2 separate regions of the Oryctolagus cuniculus genome follow, and region 2 is linked to region 1. The links are chromatin contacts, called in public Hi-C maps. All regions are on one chromosome and are shown on one strand. Each heading gives the region's core, a stretch centred on a gene start, on an enhancer-like site or on the middle of the called end of the contact. The rest is flanking DNA. Distances are from core to core; before and after follow the strand shown. Region 1 overlaps EBF1 (EBF transcription factor 1). Region 2 overlaps EBF1 (EBF transcription factor 1).

Region 1 (4,643 bases), core at 2,067-4,566:
ATTTCTATGAAGAAGGCCATAGAAGGTAGAAGCCAGTGTGTCAGTAATAGGCACATCACATCCACTTCATTCTGCAGGGCATTGAGCCATGCCTGCTCACCCATCTAACCGTCCAGGGCTTAGATGATATGGATATAGGTTTGTCTTGTCTGAGATTGTGAGTGTCTTAAAGACTGGACACTTGTTAAATTTTATCTTCTGTTTGCAATACAGGGAACTGCATCCATTACCATCCCAAAAGTTTATTAGCACAAGTTCCCTGTTTAATAAAAAGATGGCAGCTTCTCTACTTATTAACTCACACATTATACTCTTGTATTACCACAAATTGGGCTATATTCCAGAGCAAAAGTATATCAGCAGTGCCCACGATGAATGATTTTGTTGGTGGTTGTGAGACATCCTATTAGCGCTGGTCATCAAGTTTCTGTTGGTCCATGGCTTATTTGCTGAGGTTTCAAGACATTCTGTAAGCATCATTAACCTTATCTTGTCCAATAATTGCAAAAGTAGGAAAAGCATTGAGCGGGCAGTTTGGGAGACATGATTATGATGGAGCTTAAAGTGAAACACTTTTCCACAAGTGTGTAGCTATTGGGTATTTGTGGAATGTTTGACTCCAGGTAAAGGACATGGAGACTGTCTTATCCACCTGGAGCTAAGAAATGTAGATCCCACAGTGTTCTCAGTTCACACACACTGCCTCATCAGTGAGCCAGTGTGCATCACTGAGCACAGGCCTTGCGAGGATTTAGCAGCAGCTGTATTAGAGGCGTTTGGTTCCAACTTGCAGTGTGCCGGGTGGAGTTCTAGACTGGCCAGGTCCTGGATTCACAGGCACTGTGGGGTATGGGAGCCCAGGGCTCACTGCTTGGTTAGTGAGGTTGTTAGGGCTCTACACTCCTGTGTGGGCGTGCGGGCACACGCACATTCAGCTGATGCCGGCAGAGGGCAGCAGTACGCTATGCGTGTTCAATTTGCATCCCAGATGAGCAAATCCCCAAGGATCTACAAAGAAAGTGGGTATCCCAAGCCTACCCTAATTCCTGAGTGTCAACGCTGGTCTGAGTAATTGCAAACACAGCCCTTGTACATGACGAAGGATTCCGGCTCATGTGAAACAGAAATGAATACACCACTAGGAGCTGCCATCACAGACAGGAAGTAACTTTAATTAAATATTGTGAAAGTTGAAAAGTTTTTACAGCTTGAATTTTTGCAAAAAAAAAATTATAACAATCTCTACAGTAGTTAGGTTCTCTAACAATTGAACTGTACAGTGTGTGTCTATTCAAAAAGTTTTGATAAGAAGGTGAAAGGTTAGTAGATTTAGAGATGACTGCATTAAGCTGCATCCTAGTACAATGTGAGGCCAGGGCATGTTATCCAATCCAGTCATCCAGAAGCTGTGTTATTCCCCCAAAACCGAAATCTTAATTCTCTATTTCATTTTCTTCTTAAAGCCATATTCTGTATTTAGGGGAACATCCTTTACTTACAAAACTTTTGTGGAGAAGAAAGAGGGTCAGAGGGCCAGAATGTCTTTTTCATCTAATCAATATAAACAGATGCAACAAAACACAAATGATACACATTTTAAAGGCTCTTTGGACTTTCAAGAAAAGTTCTAACCACTGCACATGGCTGACAGATGGGTGGTGTCTGCTGCCGGGGCTGAGCCGGACACCTCACCGGCTGACCACTGGTTCCTTCGCAAACAGTTAAAGGGCCCACCAGACAAAATATGGCTTTACATTGTATACATCTTCAGGCCAGCACTTACCACACGAATCAGACCACCTCTCTGAGTACCGAGAAGCAATGCTAAACCTTGCTTACATTTTCCAGTTTTTATTATTATCAGTCATCATCATTATGATTTCTCACCATGAAAAATCAGCTTTCATCCCCCCCTCCCTCCCGCTGCTCCCCTCCCCCGCCCGCCCCAACCCATAAAAATCGCACTCTGACAGTCTAGTGAAAACCATTGCAAAATCCATATGGGGGCATGCACAGTTGCAGCATTGTTGTAAATGATTTCTTGCTCTACTAGAAAAAGTTACATTGTCTTAAGGTAACAAAACAGTTCTTTTGTGCTTTTCGATTTCTTTGTTGTTGTTTTTTTTTTTCTTTTTTTCTTTTTCTTTTTTCTGAGAATGTTAGTGATGACTGAGAGTTCTGGTGCACAGTTGCAATGTACAAGTGAAATGAATATGATCTGCATGGTTAAGGCATCCAATCTGCTGGTTTATATTTATGTGAAGGACAGAGGAAATATACAAGCAGACTTGAGAAAGAAAGTATGTTCATTGATTTCTATGAAGTTTCTCCCCCGAAATTTAATGCACAAAATGCGTCACTCCAAAGGGAGAGATTCATGCATATTAATAGAGTAAAACAGCAATAGGGTTTTTTTTGTAAGCTTCCAAAGCAAAGGATACATTTTTTTTAAATCTACAGAACTAAGTACTACAAGAATAATATGCTACTATTTTTGCCATATATTGGAAAAAACTTCTTAACTTACAAATAATACAAAAATAGACAATGGCTTTTGGGTGGGAATAAAAAAAATTGAAGCATGGTTTAAAACAATACTAAAAATAACTATAAATGAAATGTTTAAAAATCACATTGAAACAGCTAATACAACTGTAGGTGACCAAACAAATACGCACTTTTCACATAGCAAACATACACAATAAAATAAATTGGGGGTGGAAGGAAGAGAGGAAGGGAAAAGCAATGTACAAATTCCAAAGATAAATACATTATTTATATGGATATTTTACAAAATCCCCTTTAAAACAAAAAGCCTTTTAATTAACTTTGCAAGTATGTGCAAGCTAAAGGTAGTGAGCTTTTTTTCTTTGCAAAATATGCAGTAAAATCTTTTTGTGATATTGAAAAACTGTCTTAAGACATTAAAATGTATAAATAGAACAACAACTTTGGCAAAAAATCACAAAAAATCTACAGTATTTATAACTACATACAAAAACACAACCGCAAAGAAAAAAATATCAGGCAAACGCATCCTCAGAGCTTTGCTGCCTCTTTGCCATTAACTCTTATATTTAAGAACACTTTCCAGCTACCGAGAGCAAAAATTCCCATAGAACACAAAACTATGTTTTGGAGGTCTCCACCTTCTTTCCCTTTCCCCCAGTTTCCTTTTCCTCTTAATTCCAAAGCACTTAACGTGTTGTTCGAATCTGTGACACTGTGAACGGAAGGCTCAGTGACACAGGCCCTGTCTTGAATGGGACAATCGAAATAAGCTCCACGGTGCTTTAGTCAACTTTTGGAATCTTGGTGTGAAGTCAGCAGTGAGGCTGGTACAGTGTAAGTGCGAGTTTGGCTTGGGAACTGGAGGGCCGAGTGTGGAATTCTGTGCCTGGACCCTGTTCTGTGGAGTCTCAAAAGAGATTCTCACGTAGTCCGCGCGCCTCTGAGCTCTCAGAGGCCGGCGGCTTTGAAAGGGGCTGACGTAAGTCAGAGAGAGAAGGAAGGATATCAGGTTTAAATATGCAGTTTGAATGATCTGTCTAGAGGCACTGGATTTTTTGAGTAGAAGGGAAAAATGTGATCACTGACATCGCTTTTTCACTTTCCAGGCTGCATTTATATACACAGTCACTTAAGACAACAATATAAAAGAGATAAATAAACAGGCTTGCACTGCTAAGGGATGGCAGATGAAGTTAGATACTGCGAATGCACGGTCTGAGCTAACTACCATTTGATATGCTTTAAGGCGCAAAAGCCGACCCTTAGTTTTCTAAAAAATCTAACTGGCATTCCTATTCTGTCCCATACAAGCTTTTTTTTTCTTTTTTCAAACTTTTTTGTAAATATCACCAGTTCATTCTCCCTTTACACAGCTTTAAAAACATCATAAATTAAAACATGGAGTCTTATTTATAGTGTCCCTTGTATATAGCTTTACGGTTTATAAAAGACAAATGATTGCAGAGTTAAGCTTTAAAAAAAAAAAAAAAAGAAAAAGTGGATTTGCTTTTATCAGTACAGAATAAATATATCCCCCAAACACTCGGGAGGTACAACTTTAACCAACACCCTGCACTGGCAGATTCCTTCCAATTTCAGTATTTGCAAGGTCGGTGATTTTTGTTTGTTTAAAAATCTGCAGTTATTGTGATTCCTCTTAAAAAGGCCTGAGTTAAAAGTTCCACTCTGGGACTTGTATCAGATTACTCTCTGTAGCAGAATCCAACCTCTTCATTAATAAAATTCTTCAAGGCAATCCTTTCACATGGGAGGAACAATCATGCCAGATATCGCTATGGAAAGAGAAGACAGAAGTCAATGGCTTAGCATTCAAACTTCTCACTGAGGGGAAAAAAAAATAAAAAGCATGCATACACATCTACATTGATTGAATATTACCCACACACGTGCTCTCATCATCTCTGGAGTAAGTTTTTGTTATAATACATATATGTACTGTATTAAATATTATAGTATATCAGCATGCGTATGTATCTCCATCAGAACAGAATAGCCTAAGCATCACTCCAAATCTGATTGCAATTTAAAAACATGACTGGAAAGTTAAATAGTTTGAATACCATTGGGAAAGTTACAGCCCCAAACCTTGCAAAACAGTGAAAATTTTCAAT
Region 2 (4,530 bases), core at 264-2,763, 360 kb after region 1:
TCTCCCTCATTTCTGCTTCCCAAAGACATGACACATAAACCACCTGCATCCGATCCCGGTCAAAGGTCTACTTTCTGGGGAACTTCAGTGTCTGGTCAAAACCAGCCATTCCTGCATTGGATGATCTATTCTTACACTCTGGATAATGAATTCCACACTAAAAACATCATGAAGGCCACTCAGCAACTTTCCTATTTTGATTGTTCTATGAAGCTATCTGTGGGATGTCACAGAGGGAACAGTATACAGCAAGTGTCAAACACACACCTTCCGAATAAAGTCCAGTTAAAAATACTCCAGTTCCTTCACAGGTACTAAAAGGTAGGCAACGGATATAGCTTCTCAAACTAATTTTTTACATAATTCAGGTAGGTTCTCCAGAATTTGATTTGCCTCTTTTTTTTCCAACTTTTGCCCAACATGTTAGAATATATTTATCAATATCTTAAATGCTACTTAAACTTCCTTAGATGATCCCAAAATAGTAATTAAAAAAAGCTTCTGATTTAAACTAAAATTCAGTAATCTATTAGCATGACAAAGTCTGCATTTTATTTAGTCATTGCCATTAATAATGAAATGATGTATGATTTTCATTCCTGCAACTCTCCCTTCTGTGCACAATCAATTATACATTTAAGAAAATACTTAGTGTATAGAAGACTTCTCTAATTAAGCATCACTTGAGGGAGCCTGTGAGACTCTTAAAACTAGAAAAGATCTTGATATAGGATGGCACAGGGAAAATAATCCACTCAAAATATTTGAGTCTTGATTTGTAAAACATAAATTTATACGTGTTCTGAACCGCTAAATAAGGAAAAGCTTACACACATTTTTTTAACCCAGTAGAGACTTGGAGGTGTATTAAATATACTGCAAACTCTAAACTCTTCTCTCTCCCCTTTGTTCCAGTTAAGAAACCAGAGCTGAACTGAAATTAGATATTTTGGGTGAGACTCAGTCCCAGAATTGCTGTCCTTTAGACAAAACAGTCTTCTCTGTCAAAATCACTGAGGATTTAAGATAGTTGGTTCTTGAGAACTCTGGAAATTGTCCACAGTTAGAATCAAACAGAAATAGCTAGCCTAAGATTTCCCAGAAGGCAAAATGAGGATGGTTTTTCTCACTAAAATTATTACAGATCACATCCTGTTGTTGGGAGGGAGGGGTGCTTATCTTGGGATAATATCCAGTATGATTCGGCATCCTGGTTGTCCCCAACAACTCTCTCTGGCACAGCCCAGCAAATTCACTCAATTTGGCCAGTCCGGATGCTTTCTCTTTCTCTCCCTCTAGAGGCAGAAAATGAACCACTAAATAAGGTTTAATTTCAAGGCATTAAAAATAAAATCAAGGATAAACCACTCGGACAAGAACAGAAAGCAGGCCTTGAATAAAGGGAAGAGGTATATCCAGGACGTGGATACAGGAGAAACCCCGGTGAGTGGTAGAGGTGGGGTGGGGGTGGGGGGTTCAAAAGAAGTCTGTCCACGTCTGTCTGGCCATCCCACACACACACAATCTCACTCTCGCTCTCCCTGCGTTGCTCTGTCTCTGTCCTGGTCTGTCTGTCTGTCTTTCTCCTACTCTCTCTCTTGCCTTCACTTCTCAGGCTCCTGCCCCTGGCAGGGACCAGCGATCCTCCCTCCTGGGGCTGATCTTCCCTCCTGCCCAGGTGGCTCCTCCTACAACAGGCTGGATCAGTGAGTTTCCAGAATGGGCTCTGCACGCGGTGTGAGTGTGACCAGCGTGTCACCAGAAACAGCAGATGTCCCCTGATTTTTGTGGCTCCCTTCAGAAGCCCTTCCTCTCTCCAGCTCCTCTTGGCCCCGTGAGCCCCAAAGACAGCTCTCAGACTGTGCTACGGCAGAAGCGACTTTCTTCGCAAATGCCATAGCGTGTTTCTGACATATCTTTGCATGAACTCATTTCTAAGTATTAATGGACTCTGTTCTTCTGCTAATTGGTCCAGGCCCTTGGTTGGTCTTAGGGCCAGGAGCTGCCTGGTGAAAGGGAAACTCAGCTAGAAGTCGCTCCAGGACGCAGCCTGGGGACAAAGCTTGGGTGCCTGCGCTCTTTTTAATTCCACATTCTGGCAAAAAGAAAACCTCAGGTCTGACTTTAGAGCCTTTGACACATAATTGGTAGCCAATTTTCCTAAGTGGTGAGTCAATTTTCTGCTTGTGAAATGTAACTTTACCCTGGTGTACACCAGGCCCCAGGGTTTTCAATGTGGCTTAACAGCAATTATATGAATGTTAGGAAGGGGGGAAGTGTTAAAAGTCCTTACATTTACATTTTTTCATGTTTTACCTCTTAAAGGGATAGGAGACATCTCCTAACAAACTAACCCAGGAAAAACCCACCCAAAGACAGACACAGGATATCCTGGAAAAGAAAAAAAAATTTTTTTTTGAAGCCATACTACAAACGGTATATTTTTTATAATTCTCTGGAATATTCAGACAACCAGTGAGACATACTAAGGGATTGGTGGTTGGAATGGGTGGGGGGAGTAATAACATTTAGGGTCAGGGCATCCTTTTCCTAGTTCCCCCTCGGGCTGCTTCTTTGTTCGTTCCCTGCCCCCTCCCTTCCCATCCCCAACCCCCAAACAAATGCCCTGGTGGGCGCCGCAGTCCGGGCTGCTTCCCTCTACCCAACCCACCCCACCCCCGCCCCGCAGGCGGAGAGGGCTCCCGCTCCACATGTGCGACTCGCGTTTCGGCTTTCACTGGCGACAAACTGGAGCCTGGGCCTTTCCGCTGGAGAGGAACTCGCTACGTGTCGCTAACAAAAACACAAACAGCGCCGGCCGCTCTGTGCTCCGCTGCCCGCAGCGCGCTCGGCACCGCGGCGGGATTTATAGCACGGAGCCCCGACTGTAAGAAGTAATTCATGAGTCCCCACAAAGCCAGCACTGAGAGGCCTGGCGGCGGGGGCGTGAGACGGGTGCTCCCCTCCGTGGGCCTCCCAAGGCTCGGCCTCACGTGCAGTTGTGCGCAATCACGTGCGCGGCACAGCAGATGCAGTTTGTCCTCGTTCATTTTGTTGTAATTTTTTTTTTTCTGCACAAGGGGAGAAAGTCATTATCGTCATCCCCCTTTATCATAGTGTGTTAAAAACAGGACAGACTTAAAGTAGGTTCCTTGGCTCTGAATAGTTGGAATGGAAAAGTCCTATCACAAATGCATGTTGACACAGACCTGCATGGGTGTACAATGGACATAGATACACACATGCAGGCTCAACATACACACTCTAGGGAAGAAAATTATATCACCATCGGGGGCTTTTCTGGAAGATTCAGTATGTTTGTTTCAGCAAGACATTATAGTTTTAATAAAACCAAAGCTGATTGGGGAAGCAGTCACTGTGAGTGAAGTTTTGGAAAGATGAGATGGGAAACAAAATAACTGATGATAAAAATCATTTAACAGGGAAACAATATGCAATCTAAGAATGCCATCAAAAAAAGAAGAAATCGTATGTCATGTAGGCATATGTTTGTGGTTTCACAGCCCTGGAAAAGCTCCCAACTATCTCAAGTACAGAGTAAAATACTACACATGAAAGCCACCCTTTGGACTATCAAATTCAATTCCAAAAGCTATAGTTAAAAAAAGAAAAAGAAAAAAAAAAAACCCACAGCAAAACTACACACATGAAACTTTGTACCAGAGTTTGTATTAAAACTAGGCTTCTCTGGTCTCATGAATATCTCCCCTAGCCTGCTCTGTGGTTACAAGGTTTGGTGTTCAGTCCTGAGCAAATCAGTTTGGGGTTTCTCTTAAATCCCAACCACAGCCAGTCAGGAAGGTTCTTTGCAATGCCTGACTTTTAATTCCCACACCTCTGTTTTTCTCCCTAACTCTCAGATGAATTGTCTTCAAGTTCCTGTCTGGGTCAGCCATTCCAAGCTGGAATTAAGAGACAGACCTATCCTTTGCCCTGAGAATTTGGAGCCACAAGCCTTCAAGAAAGGCGCAGGGAGGAATAATTGTTTAAGCGGGGCTGGCCGCCTCTTCAGTGGTCCTGGAGACCCTGCTGAGGGTGGCTGCTTACCTTTAGCAGTAACCCAGGGCAGAATCAGGAAACGGTTTCGTGTTCCTGCCCTTAGCTTTGTGTCAATGAAACCTGGCACATCTTTTTTGTGGTTGTAATTTAAATGAGACAACCAACTGCACAGCTGTCTCAGTCAAATTATGCAGGGCCATGTGGCCTTTCTTCCATCTTTAAAAAGTCCAGGGCACCTCTGACCATGTTTGAGGGAAGCCCAGGGGAGCAATGACCAACAAAAGGAATAGCGATTATGCTAGCAAAGGATGGATATTTGCCTAAATGAATATATTAAAGGCTGTACTCAGAAAATGGAAATGTTAGTTTTTAAATAGAAGCAGAAGAGCATCGTGATTAAGATCCCAATCTTTGGGGTCGGACACAGCAGGGTTGGCAACCTAGCTCCACCATTTAATATCAGTGTTGAACTTGGGCAAGTTATTTAACCTCCTGAGACCCTACTTTCCT

Evidence for each region. Hi-C and Micro-C count contacts between places; a contact is called where the count stands out from the background.
Region 2: a Hi-C map of skin fibroblasts shows a contact between it and region 1, with 2.2 times the contacts expected there. The contact joins two enhancer-like sites. A contact is called at or near these places in 2 of 6 Hi-C or Micro-C datasets (skin fibroblasts and an unstated tissue).

The regions. Positions count from the first base shown.
Region 1 is chr6:45,600,480-45,605,122 of mOryCun1.1, forward strand. EBF1 (EBF transcription factor 1) reads right to left here. Exons shown (of 16, transcript XM_008255335.4): 16 at 1,147-4,304. The coding sequence ends at 4,273. Among named protein-coding and RNA genes, the nearest start is that of EBF1, 410 kb to the right of the region's middle. Within about 2 kb of position 3,317, at least 2 of the 8 cell types and tissues checked have an H3K27ac peak or open chromatin away from gene starts, as enhancers often do.
Region 2 is chr6:45,961,303-45,965,832 of mOryCun1.1, forward strand. The region is part of intron 6 of EBF1 (EBF transcription factor 1); the gene reads right to left. Among named protein-coding and RNA genes, the nearest start is that of EBF1, 50 kb to the right of the region's middle. Within about 2 kb of position 1,514, at least 3 of the 8 cell types and tissues checked have an H3K27ac peak or open chromatin away from gene starts, as enhancers often do.